Regions from separate parts of the Mus musculus genome. Here regions 2, 3 and 4 are each linked to region 1. A link is a contact called in public Hi-C, HiChIP or PLAC-seq and promoter capture Hi-C data. All regions are on one chromosome and are shown on one strand. Each heading gives the region's core, a stretch centred on a gene start, on an enhancer-like site or on the middle of the called end of the contact. The rest is flanking DNA. Distances are from core to core; before and after follow the strand shown.

Region 1 (2,719 bases), core at 140-2,639:
AGATATGGATCATTTAGTAAAATGTTTCAACAACGACAAACTGTAGAAATTTAGGAAAGTGATGCTATCTGTAATGGGGCCTTTAAAAGAAAATGCTAGCTTAATTATACAATGTCAATTCTTAATCCTATAAAGGCTTTTGAGATCTAGAAGGTGTCAGCTCCTCCCCATTTAGCTCTTGTAGCCTAGTTTCATATGAAAGAACACTCTAGCCCCTTAGTTATCAAGAAGGACCCCTATCAAAGTGTGCCTTCAGGCTTAGAAGCCTGAGTGTTTTTAAAGCAGAATTCAGAGACAGAAGTGGTTTGTTCTTCAACCACATTGCTTCCTCGGACTGCATGTACTCAGTGGAAAAAAAAAAAAAAAAGTCTGCACATAAATATCTGTGATCTGTGGGATGGGGTTTAAAAAGAAACAAAGTGCACAAGCCTACTAGGTCAAAGAGGCTCATCAAGTCTGCCTGGTTCATCTCTGTATTCTCAGATTAGCTCAGAATGATCATGATCCCAGCCAACAACAGCCAGGCAACTCAAAACAGCTCTCACAAGAGCAGGATGCTTCGCTAAAGATTACTACTTAACAATTGCAGGCAAGAAGACTGACAGAGGAGGCAAGGTTCAACTATGCTCCCTTCAGCTCGCCCTTGGGAAAGCCTGACACAGGAGCTCAGAAGACCACTTCATCCTGAGCAAGCTACTTCCTCTTTCTCTAATTCTTGCTTTCATTCTGAAAACAGAAGGGCTTGAGCAATGTGATCACAATGTGATCACCCCAGTCACCCGCAACCCCCACCCCATTCAACTTAATCCTAATAAAGTTCCAGGGAGGGAAAACAAAACAGATTCACCCAACCTGTAAAGGTTCACTACAATTGAAATCTTCGGGTAAACAGGCAGACCGGAAACCAAAGAAAACCCTGAAGATAAAAAGCTAGATTTGGTAAATGGAACAGAAATTCTCAAGACTATCTTAGGTTAGCTAGTAAAGTTTTTCCACGGAGTCAGAAATGCAGGAAAGTGCACCAAAAACAAGAGAAAGAGAATTAGCCTCAGTAGACTTTAAGACTCTTGTCAACCCTGTATTGCACAGGGTAGATTCTATTTTAATCACACTGGCATTACAAAACACCGCTACAGAGTTCTCAGCTTTGGCGTTCCTTGAAAGGCAGAGGTCCCCAAAGGCCACTTTCCTTCTTCCTCCTAGTGGTGCCTGTCCCCACCCTACACTGTCACTAACTAACTTCCTCAGGCCACCTCGTGCTGCCTCACCTAGTCACACCCTGTCCCTCCCTACATCTCAGTCACTCCACGCCCCCGTCCTCACAGCCTCGCCGCTCCTCCCCCACCTCATTCTGTTCTCACCACCCTGTAACCCCGCCCCGCGGACCCTGGGTTTCCGGGCTCTTGGGTATTTTAAGGCGGGAGCCACTAGGGTCGCCTGACTGCCATCGAGTGGTGTTCCAGTTGAACTTGCTTTCTCTGCCATCTGCTCCGCGGGCGCCGTCAGCATGGGTCCCTGGACCCACTCCTTGCGCGCCGTCCTGCTGCTGGTGCTTTTGGGAGTCTGCACCGTGCGCTCCGACACTCCTGCCAACTGCACCTACCCTGATCTGCTGGGCACCTGGGTGTTCCAGGTGGGCCCTAGAAGTTCCCGAAGCGACATTAACTGCTCGGTGATGGGTAAGCGGCTTCCCAGGGTCCCGAGTTGTCCTTTTCTGTCCCTGAGTCCTTGCCTTGGGGCCGGCGTTTCTGGGTGACTGGAGAGTTAAGAGCTGACGAACGGCCCCTTGGGGGATCAGAGCCAGGGCCGCTAAGTTGAATTTGAGCTGCTGAGAACTTCTAACTTTACACTTATTTTCCTGATTATCTCACAACTCATGTTCAAGGAAACGCGCCCCTGGTTTTTTACTTGTTTTATTTGCTTTGATTTCTTAGAAGCGAGTGGAGAACTGCTTTCTTGACCCTTCACTCAGGTCTGACAGGTTCTTGTTTTTAAAATTCAGAGTCTTGACTGCTGAGCTCAGACTCTAGGAGTTAGCCTTTTTTTTTTTTTCTTTTTTTTTTTTTTTCTTTTTTTTTTCTTTTTCTTTCTAATGGGGGCGCTCCTTCTTTCCCTGTGAGGTAGTGGGAAGAGACCACTTCAAACTGGGCCTGTTTTATCTGCTACTTTCCTTGACATTTCTGGACGCCTTGTTTAAGGAATTTCGAGAGATATACAAAAGCTTTTTCCTGTCTCTTTTGTCACATTTTACAGTAGTGTTTGGATATGACGGAAGCAAACGCAATGCCTAACACTTGGCTCTCAGTGAGTATGTAGTAAATGAAGACTGGGGCATTCCACGTGCCTCGGATATAGGAAAACAGTAGTACAGATAAGAAGAGTGACACTTATGGTCTCCCCAGTCAGAGTTGCACAGAGAAACTCAACTCTGAACTGTAGTTTTCTTGTGAGTAGAATAAATGCTGTCATATATCCCACCTCCCCTGCCTCCAACAAGGAGTCATTTACTAAATTCCAGGTGACTGGGTTTAGCTTAATCCTGGGTGGTGTCTACAATTGTTTCTTTTCTAAATTTGAGCATGGAGATGAGGCAGAAGGGAGAGAAAAGGTTTGCATCGCCTTATCATATGAAGTCTCTGATAAGTTATTCCTTCACGGTAAAATGAGCTAATTCAAGCCAGATCAGGGACCTATCTACCTATCTGTCTGTCTATCTATC
Region 2 (2,890 bases), core at 294-2,793, 1.1 Mb after region 1:
TTCATATAGAAAAGCCAGTAACAACAGTCTTTAGGGAATGTATGTATATAGATACAGATAAACGTCTATATTGGTCAATGCTCTAGATCTTCACTTAACAAGGCTGGTATTCCCCAGTGTCTACACTACGTTAGATTTTATCAGAAATGTACTCTCTAGCCCCCACCAAGACCTACTGAATCAGAAATCCCATTCTAACATGATCCCTGGGGTTTCCTTAAAATACATTAAAGTGGGGAAGCACCAGTTTACATCATGAAAAGGGAACTTGGCTTCTGCAACCTCTCAGGGAGTCACTGTCTTTTCCTGTGTTCTGTCTATAATTACAAATTAGACTTCTCCATTAAGTTACAAACATAATCATACTGTCAAAGATGTCATCAGCCCAAATTACTACCTCAATGAGAAATAAGAATGGATCACTCATTGAGTATTGAACGAACTTTTAGGAAACATACAAAACATACAAAAATGATGTCTACCTTCTCAGCATACAGACAAATGGGAAAATGACAATGAACTTCAGTAGCCAAATAGCACATCTTCAGTGCCAGGATGTGGGAATTTTCTCCCACACAGTGGCACTCACTAGGAGAAGATATCTTTATCAGTTCTCGATGTTACTGGTAGGTTTCCAGATACTCTCTCTAAGCTTCCCTACTTGTAAATCTGTATAAGAAAATGACCTCAGCAACACGCCACTAAAACACCTTCAACGAAATCACCGCACAAAATCTCAAACCAGGAATCTACTCTGGGAACTTACGAAAGAACAAACCGTCAAGTGGCATCTCTGTCATCTCAAACAAGGACAAAATCTGTGACTAAGCAGGCTTGGGGTGGGGGTGGGGGGGTGTACAGAACACCCTTTTTCATATGAAAATGGGGCCGGAGAGTGGTAAAGTGGGCTGAGGGGACACTGTGTGCATGCATTGACTAAATATATACACAGCTCCAACATCTCTCCATCACAGAGTCTCTGAATCCAGGTTCTCAGAGCGATCAAGTGTAAGGCACTTGACCCTACCTGTCCAGAGCACATCCCCATCCTAGCAACAGGTGTCCAGTGACAGTTCACCATCGGGGTCCCCTCCCCCTCCTTCCGCCTAGGACTCCCCCCAGGCCTCTCACCACCCCTAAAGCTGACCTAGAAGCAACGAGCCCCGGGAGGCCCTGCACCTGCACCAGCGCCAGCCCTGCTCACCAGGTACAGGGGTGCGTAGATCCTGAGGGACTCCTCCAGGGCGCCCCAAGTGATCTGCAGGAAGGAGACCCTGCAGGAGGGGTGCCAAGTGTGGCCGATCTCGTAGCAGTTATGAGGGATGGACTTGCTGAGGGCCGCCATGACGAGTGGCGGTGGCAGCTGCGCGTGGTCAGGGGAACGCAGGGTTCGGCAGGGGCGGCAGACACGCAAGGGCGAGGCGGGCGCCGCGCGGGCCTCGGCGTGCGGGGTGCGAAAAGGTCACGGGAGCAGGTTACTCAAGGCCGGAGTCCTCGGATGTTGGCCGTCCGCGTATGGCAGCGCGAGGGGGCGGGGCGCGCACGACGGAGGCGGGGAGGGGAGGCGCATGCGCGCTCCCGCGGATGGGCGGGCTCCGGACGGGCAAAGGAAGCGAGCACCTTCACCCTCCGAATAGGAGCACGACTCAGAGAAGCACAACCGGGAGCGTGATGGTGGATCCCGCCTGGGTCGGGCTATATAGCTCAGCCCTTGTCCTGTCAAAGCCTGGCCAAAAAGAGCAGAGGGTAGTGGAACAAAAGGATTCTGTGTCTTTGCTGGGAGATGGAGGCACTTGCACCACTGTTGTCCCTCGTCCCATTGGTTCACCTAAGACTATCTGCGGTTGCAACACAACCTTCAACATTCTTGCTACTTGCTCAACCTCCTAAGCTCTATTGTGCCTGTGAAGTCTTGAAAATACTAATTTAGATGTGTTTAAATGCATGCTATATGGAAAGAGACAGTAGAGAGACCTGCCAGCCCCTAATGGAGTCCTAGCAACAGAATCCTTCACAAGTGCTTATCACCCAAGCAACATACAGAGCAGAGGCAGCTGCAGTGCAATAGAACTCCTGCCTGGCTAGAGAGCTTAATCTAAAACTGATTGCCATGACAATCCACCTGCCATATAGCCCTTGTGTATAATAACCTGCTTTCTTTGGACTTGTAAATTCTGTACTTTTTAAAGCAGAAAGGCTTTACCTTTAGATCATTCTCTCATATTTATTCAGTTCCTTCTACAATATTTACTAAACTAATATGATTTTCCAGCCCCTGTTTGAAACCCTGGACAGACAGATGTGGAAAAGCTGTGTTTCTGCTGCCAAGAAACTAATGTTCTAGAAGTGAGAAAAGTAACAGATAAGACAGGTGTAAACTATCTGCAAGATGCCTAGCTGTATACATTTTATGTATGTTAAATACCCTGCTAGCTATCACCTGTTTGCTGTGCTGCTTATAAAATGACCACTTCACTAACATGACATCCACACACTAGCCAAAAGGGCCAGAGAAAGGAGAGGGAAGAAAAACTTCTCAGGCTGTGCCTGGCAGCACACATCTGTAATCCTAGCACTTGGAAGGCTAAACAGACAGGTCTGGAGTTCAAGGCCAGGCTGAGCTATGCATTGAATTTGAGACCAGCCTAGGACTCTATCAAAAGACCTTAGCTTTTTCAAAAAGTAAAAAAAAAAAAAAAAAAAAAAAAAAAAAAAAAAAAAAAAAAAAGATAGAAACTTTTAGGTAAGCCTATGCAAATCTGTCAGCTAACATTTCAGCTTGGGCAAATGGCAGCTAAAGGCTGATAGTTATATCACTGCACAAAATGGCAAAACAGATACTAGAGACACTAATAGCATCAGCCATAGTCGCCTCTGGCTACTCAAACAT
Region 3 (2,812 bases), core at 51-2,550, 1.9 Mb after region 1:
GAAGAGACCACAGAATTCCTCATACCACACACAATTTTAAACATCTATTAGCTTTTCATCCGTTGAGAGTTAACAGATTTAAGCGCAATATTCTAGATTTGGTTGGCAGATGGTGTACACAGATTTTGAGTACGCTCGAATCTCATTTGAAACTAGCAAGATTACATAGAACCATGATGGTAACTTAACATTCACAGAGAATTTAAAATTTATCCCTAACTCTTGAGTTAAATGTGGAGCACTAGTAACATTTAAAAAGGCTTTGTTCATAGATCTTCTGGATTTCATAGATCTAAGTCTCGGGATGTAATACTGGTCTAAAATGCCTACAGGGCAGAGTCAATATCTTTCCATGGAAATCTGGCTCACACAAGAGGAGAAAAGAGGCCAAAGGGAAGAAAGGCTAAACCAGGGGAGATCGCAGGTACTGATGTCTGACTCTGAATGGGACTTCTCCTTTTACCGAGCTGTCTCACTTCCTTCTATGGTGTGGACCTTTAATCTCGCTGGTTGTCAGCCTTGTAGGGTCAAGTTAATCACTGTTGACATCACCCTACTACTTCCCTTTTCAAATTCCACTGAAGCTATGTGTTTCCTGTCGTATTTGACACCGCAGAGAATGAATACCGGGCTGGCTTCTATCTAAATTTAGACTGGCAGGAACGTGGCGACTCTTAGTAAGTCGAGATAAACAAAACTAGGTGACGTTTCCAACACTCTCAAAGAAGACGAGGGGGTGAAAAAAAAAAAAAAAGCCCCAAAGCCCTGTTACTAAAAGGGAGAGCGGGGTGCATTTGAAGAGGCCTGTGTGTAGGCTCAGAAAGAGACTGGCTGGAGCCGTTTTCTTTAAGGCAGGAGGAGGGCCGTGGGGTCGGCGCCAAATTGAGCGAGGCGAAGCCCCGGAGCCCAGGCACCTCCAGTTCGGGGTGAAAACTACGCACAGGCAGCAGCTGCCTCACCTCTTTGTCAAGCCCACGGCGTCAGCCTCTGACACGAGGGCGGGCGTCCTCGCCTCCGGGGTGAAAGAGGGGCGCAGCGGGCCGCCCCTCCCCCCCGCCCCCCTACGACACGCGGGGCCCTGCCTCGGGCGACCTGTTGGCAGGGCGCGTCACGTGACGCGGCGGGCCGCGCCGTCCCCCGCGGGCGGGCCTCCTGTTGCGCCCGCCGGGCGGGTTCCACCACGTAGCGCGCGGGCGCCGCCCCGCTCTTCCCTCGCCGGAGCGAGGGAGGGGGGCGCGCCGGAGAGGAAAGGGAAGGGAGAAGGGGCGGGAGGAAGCGAGCAGGGGGCGGAACCCGAGTCACGTGACCTAGGGGCAGCCCGGAAAGCTCCGAGGAGGAGCCTGGCGCCGCCATTTTCCTGCAGCTGCCTGGCCCTCTTACCCGGTCGGGCTCCAGCTGACCAGGGAAGGGGTGGGCCGAGGCTGAGGCGCGGGACCCGGGAGTGGCCCCGACTTGGTGTGGGAGCCCGCCGGGGGAACACGCGAGCCGGGGCTCTCGGAGCGGGTGGCGGCGCGCGGCCCTGAGCCCCGCCCCAGGCCGGCAGGCGGGCGGGGAGCCGGTGGGGGTAGGGGGTGCGGTGGGGGGTGGGGACCCTCGGGCGCTTGGGGGTCCCAGGCCCCGCCGGCTGCGGAGCGGAAGGGGTGGCGGACGAGCCGCAGAGATGTCTGGCCAGAGCCTGACGGACCGAATCACCGCGGCCCAGCACAGTGTCACTGGCTCCGCGGTATCTAAGACAGTATGCAAGGCCACGACCCACGAGATCATGGGCCCCAAGAAAAAGCACCTGGACTGTGAGTGAAGACCCCCCGCATCCTCTCCCGACCCCTCTCCATCGTCCTCCTCTCTCTCTTGGGCTGCCTCTTCCCTCCCTGCGTCTTATCTGCACGATGGCTCCTGTGCCTGGTCGAGCTGTGTGTTCTTTTCTGCTCCCATCACACCTGCCTTTAACGGCCTCTGCTCTTCTCTCAAAAGAGAGAAAAAAAATGTGACAATCCATTGCGCCCCCAGAGATCCCCTGAGACCCTCGCCTCCTAGCCCCCGGCACCACCAAGCCCATCGCGCTCCACCAACTTGCCTCCCACCCAGCTCCTCACTCAGACTCCTCTCCCAGCTACTGCAGCCCCTTTTGCCCTTCCATCCCACCCGTCCCGTACCTCCTAGCAGCCGTCCGCTCAGTGATTCCCCGGCTAATGTCTCCAGGACTCAGGCTCACCGCCCCATTGTTCCATTAGCTTTTTAAAATTCCCTTTCCTTTCTTTTTTTTTTTTTTTTTTTTTTTCGTATTTCCGTACTAACTCTGCTTGGTGGGACCAGATTTCTGTCACTTCTCAGCTCTTGAAGTGTTTTTCCCCTCCTCCCATTTCTTTGTGGTTTCCTTTTCTACCTTTCTATCTACCTTTTCGGTCATCTTTGCCATTCTAGCTTCCGTTAAGTTCCTTTGACTTCTTGTCACCTCCTTCTTTCAATACTATGCCCAGTTACTCGGCTTTTATTCCATTTACGCTTGTGGGGAGTAGAAACAAAGGGATTCAGTGTGGTGTGGGGAAGGCTTTGTGGGAAGTTACTATTTTTATTTGCCATCATTATATTGTCTGAGTTTTGAAGTTGTGTGTTGTGCATGTTCTACCCCCCCCCCCCTTTTGTAATCCATATGAGGATATGGATAAGGGCTTTGCTGGTTTTGGTATCAGTTCCTGGAACTGTTAACATTGGTGGTTTGAATTTAGAAGCTTGAGTGTGATGTGTAGCGGTTCGAAATGGATCAATATATTTAAGTACAAATAATCAGGTTTGGAAACGTTTTAATTTATGC
Region 4 (2,700 bases), core at 172-2,671, 1.7 Mb after region 1:
ATACGAAAGGCCAAAGCCTCTACGCTACCCTATCAGAATATAAGTATCTAATTATTAGAACACGTGTCTAGTACTCTTTACAACGCTTGCATAGTATTTTTTTTTTTTTTTTTTTTTTTTTTTTTTTTTTACGGGGCGGCATTTCTCTAAGCACCGACTTCCCTTAATCTTCACACTTGGCTCAAGTACAGAATTTACCACGGTGGCCTGAAATCTTCCAATCCCTTTACATTAAGCAAAAACTTTCAAACTGTTCCCTCCTTTGCCTTAATCAAAGGTGGCTCCCCCTCTACGATCTTCTCGATTCTACTCCTTCCACAAAAAAGTCGACACGAAGGCACACCGCACTTCCATGGAAAGGGGCATACATAACCGCACGGTCACGTAAACCCAAGCCAGAGATCTATACTTTCCATCCTGAAGATCCCGTAGTGCTCTACAGTGACACAGCCCCTCGGATCCTTACGAGGACCCTTCGTACCAACTTTCCTGGGGAAAACTGAACCTCTTACCTCGAGCATGCCTTTTAAACCAGTAAGTACAATCTCAGATTCGCAATCAGCGTCAAGCCCCCAAAGGCACAAACTCCGTCTCCCACGCAGGGACGATCTGAGCGGACCTCGCAGACCCTTTGGGACCTTTAATCCGCTCCTCGACAACTTTCTGCTTGCTATCTGCCGCAGTCCCAGCTCGAAAGCCCCAGCCAAACCGGACTTCCCCGCACGCCTGCGTTCTCCTGAGCGCGGGTGACACCTTTCCCTCCCCCCACGGCCGCCCGCCCGCCGGCCCCGACCGCAGTTACCAAAGAACCTGAAACTTCTACTCCACAGTCCCGGGACAGGCGGGGCTGCACTCACATTTTCGTCTCCCGAGAGGTCCGGGTTGCTGTTCTCGTCGCTGCTCAACTTCTGCTTCTTGGCCGCGGGCATGTCTGTTCCCGCCGGCGCAGTCGACACTTCCCTCTCGGACATGTTCCTCCGCCTCCCTCCAGGTTCTTGCCGCCTCGGGCGGGGCCTCCGCCACACCGCCGTCAAGCACGCCCGGCCCGAGCCTGCCGCAAAGCTGCCGGCGCCGCCACCGCCGCCGCCCCCCCCACTGTCGCAAATCGCGCCCAGCCGCCGAGGCGGGCGTGCGTGCGACCCCGCCACACTGCTGAAAAAGGGGCGCGCACGCGCGCGCCCTCCCGCACGGCTTCCCGGCTGCTTCCCGTCCCTTGGTCCGGGCGGGCGGTTTTCCCGCCGCCCTCTCGACACTTTGCACCGAGGCGTCGGATCTGCTGGCTCAGAGGGCAGGGGTTTCCTACGTCCCCCTTCCCCACCAGCGCCTAGAGACGAGGCGGAACTCAAAGGGCTGCTCCCTCACCCCCTTCCTGGCCAAGACGTTTCATCCGCAATTGGCTCAATCCTTCGATCTCCGACCCGCTGCAAACGAACGAAAGTCTGTGGCCTGGATCGGCCCACCACTGCTCCCGAGGGAGGGGGGAGGAAAGAGAAGTCACCTCTTGTTTTAGGGGGTCTGTGTCTACGGTCCCTGATGCGGAGCTCGGGAGAACAACTTCGAGTTAGTGTTTACGGAACTTCTCACAGCCTAGATTCTTTTTTTGAAGGGAGAGATTCAAAATCTATAGGCTGTTCCCTGCTCGCCTCCCCCATCGGGCACATGGACGGGTCCCACCTGCAGGTGCGCATGCGCTGAGGCGTATTCTCGCGCTGGGTTACGGAGACGACAGGCCGCCTCCTGGCCCCTCCTCCCCTCGGTTCTGTCTGCTGAACCAGGTAGTCTTTCCACCGGTTTCTGAAGCTTCGGGGAGGATTTCAAAACGGTACCAAATCAGTGCCTACGGACACGCCTCCGTTCTGGGCAGATATTTTATCTAATAAATACTTATTACAATGATTGGTTATATTCAACCGGTTGGTGCCACTATTGGCTTAAGTAAGCCTGTATTTTAAATTACATATTTAGACTTAAGTAAAAATACCTTGTGATGCATGATACATTCTAGTAATCCAACATCGGAAGGGCAACAACGGAAGTACTGCCTGCTCGCCTCAATCTTTAGATCATCCTGGTCGACATAGCAAGTTCCGAGCCAATCAAGGCTATTTACTAAAAACCTGTTTGAAAAAAAATTTTTTTAATTGTATGGATCGGACAGAGTATGGGGGCATGCCTTTTATTCCAGCACTAGGGTGTCAGAGGCAGGTCGATTGCAGTGTGTTAGAGCTACACACTGGTTTGGTCTACACGAGGAGTTCCAGGACAGCCTGGGCTTCGTTATAGACCCTCTTTCCAAAAATAAATAAATAAAAATTACATGGTTCTGAATTGTCATAATTCATAGTCTTAAGTGTTCGTTTTAGCTGTTGAAAGCTGAGGCTCTAGGAAACTGACAAGACCTATAAGTCACTGTGAGCAACTGCATGAGTTTGTGAGACTTAGGTAAAAGGCAATTTTTTAATATAGGGAAAGGTAACTAAATTTGCCCGTATCATTAAAAACTCTTTAATTTTTCATTTTTAGATTAAAAAAAATGTGTGTATGAGTGTGTGTATGTCTGTGCCCCACATGTCTGTACTGGTACACAAAGTCAGAGGATGTTGGATCCCTGGGACTGGAGTCACTAACGTTTGCGAGCCAGCCTGTAGCCAGTCTGTAGCCAGCCTGTAGCCAGCCTGTAGCCAGCCTTAACCACTGAGC

What was found. A called contact is a pair of places that touch in the nucleus more often than the background predicts. HiChIP or PLAC-seq counts read pairs in DNA pulled down with a chosen protein or histone mark. Capture Hi-C pulls out chosen DNA fragments and counts their contacts.
Region 2: an H3K27ac HiChIP or PLAC-seq map of thymic regulatory T cells shows a contact between it and region 1, with 11 times the contacts expected there. The contact joins the promoter of Tmem135 here to the promoter of Ctsc in region 1. A contact is called at or near these places in 1 of 39 promoter capture datasets (embryonic stem cells) and 5 of 115 datasets of contacts at active chromatin or transcription factors (acute myeloid leukemia, large pre-B cells, microglia and 2 more).
Region 3: a contact with region 1 is called in a Hi-C map of CD8 T cells, with 4 times the contacts expected there. The contact joins the promoter of Picalm here to the promoter of Ctsc in region 1. A contact is called at or near these places in 2 of 39 promoter capture datasets (liver and pre-B cells), 1 of 484 Hi-C or Micro-C datasets (CD8 T cells), 1 of 115 datasets of contacts at active chromatin or transcription factors (thymic regulatory T cells) and 1 of 9 other capture datasets (liver).
Region 4: a promoter capture Hi-C map of liver shows a contact between it and region 1, with 2.9 times the contacts expected there. The contact joins the promoter of Eed here to the promoter of Ctsc in region 1. A contact is called at or near these places in 1 of 39 promoter capture datasets (liver) and 2 of 9 other capture datasets (adipose tissue and liver).

Annotation. Positions count from the first base shown.
Region 1 is chr7:88,276,696-88,279,414 of GRCm38.p6, forward strand. It overlaps Ctsc (cathepsin C), which reads left to right and starts at 1,390. Exons shown (of 7, transcript NM_009982.5): 1 at 1,390-1,679. The coding sequence starts at 1,508.
Region 2 is chr7:89,337,244-89,340,133 of GRCm38.p6, forward strand. Tmem135 (transmembrane protein 135) reads right to left here and starts at 1,544. Exons shown (of 15, transcript NM_028343.5): 1 at 1,205-1,544. The coding sequence starts at 1,345.
Region 3 is chr7:90,128,913-90,131,724 of GRCm38.p6, forward strand. Picalm (phosphatidylinositol binding clathrin assembly protein) reads left to right here and starts at 1,301. Exons shown (of 20, transcript NM_001360867.1): 1 at 1,301-1,790. The coding sequence starts at 1,661. 2310010J17Rik (RIKEN cDNA 2310010J17 gene) reads right to left here and starts at 1,024. Exons shown (of 3, transcript NR_046007.1): 1 at 960-1,024.
Region 4 is chr7:89,979,555-89,982,254 of GRCm38.p6, forward strand. It overlaps Eed (embryonic ectoderm development), which reads right to left and starts at 1,422. Exons shown (of 12, transcript NM_021876.3): 1 at 858-1,422. The coding sequence starts at 971. RefSeq lists a promoter at 1,258-2,700, an enhancer at 1,681-1,717 and cis regulatory regions at 1,689-1,696, 1,892-1,899.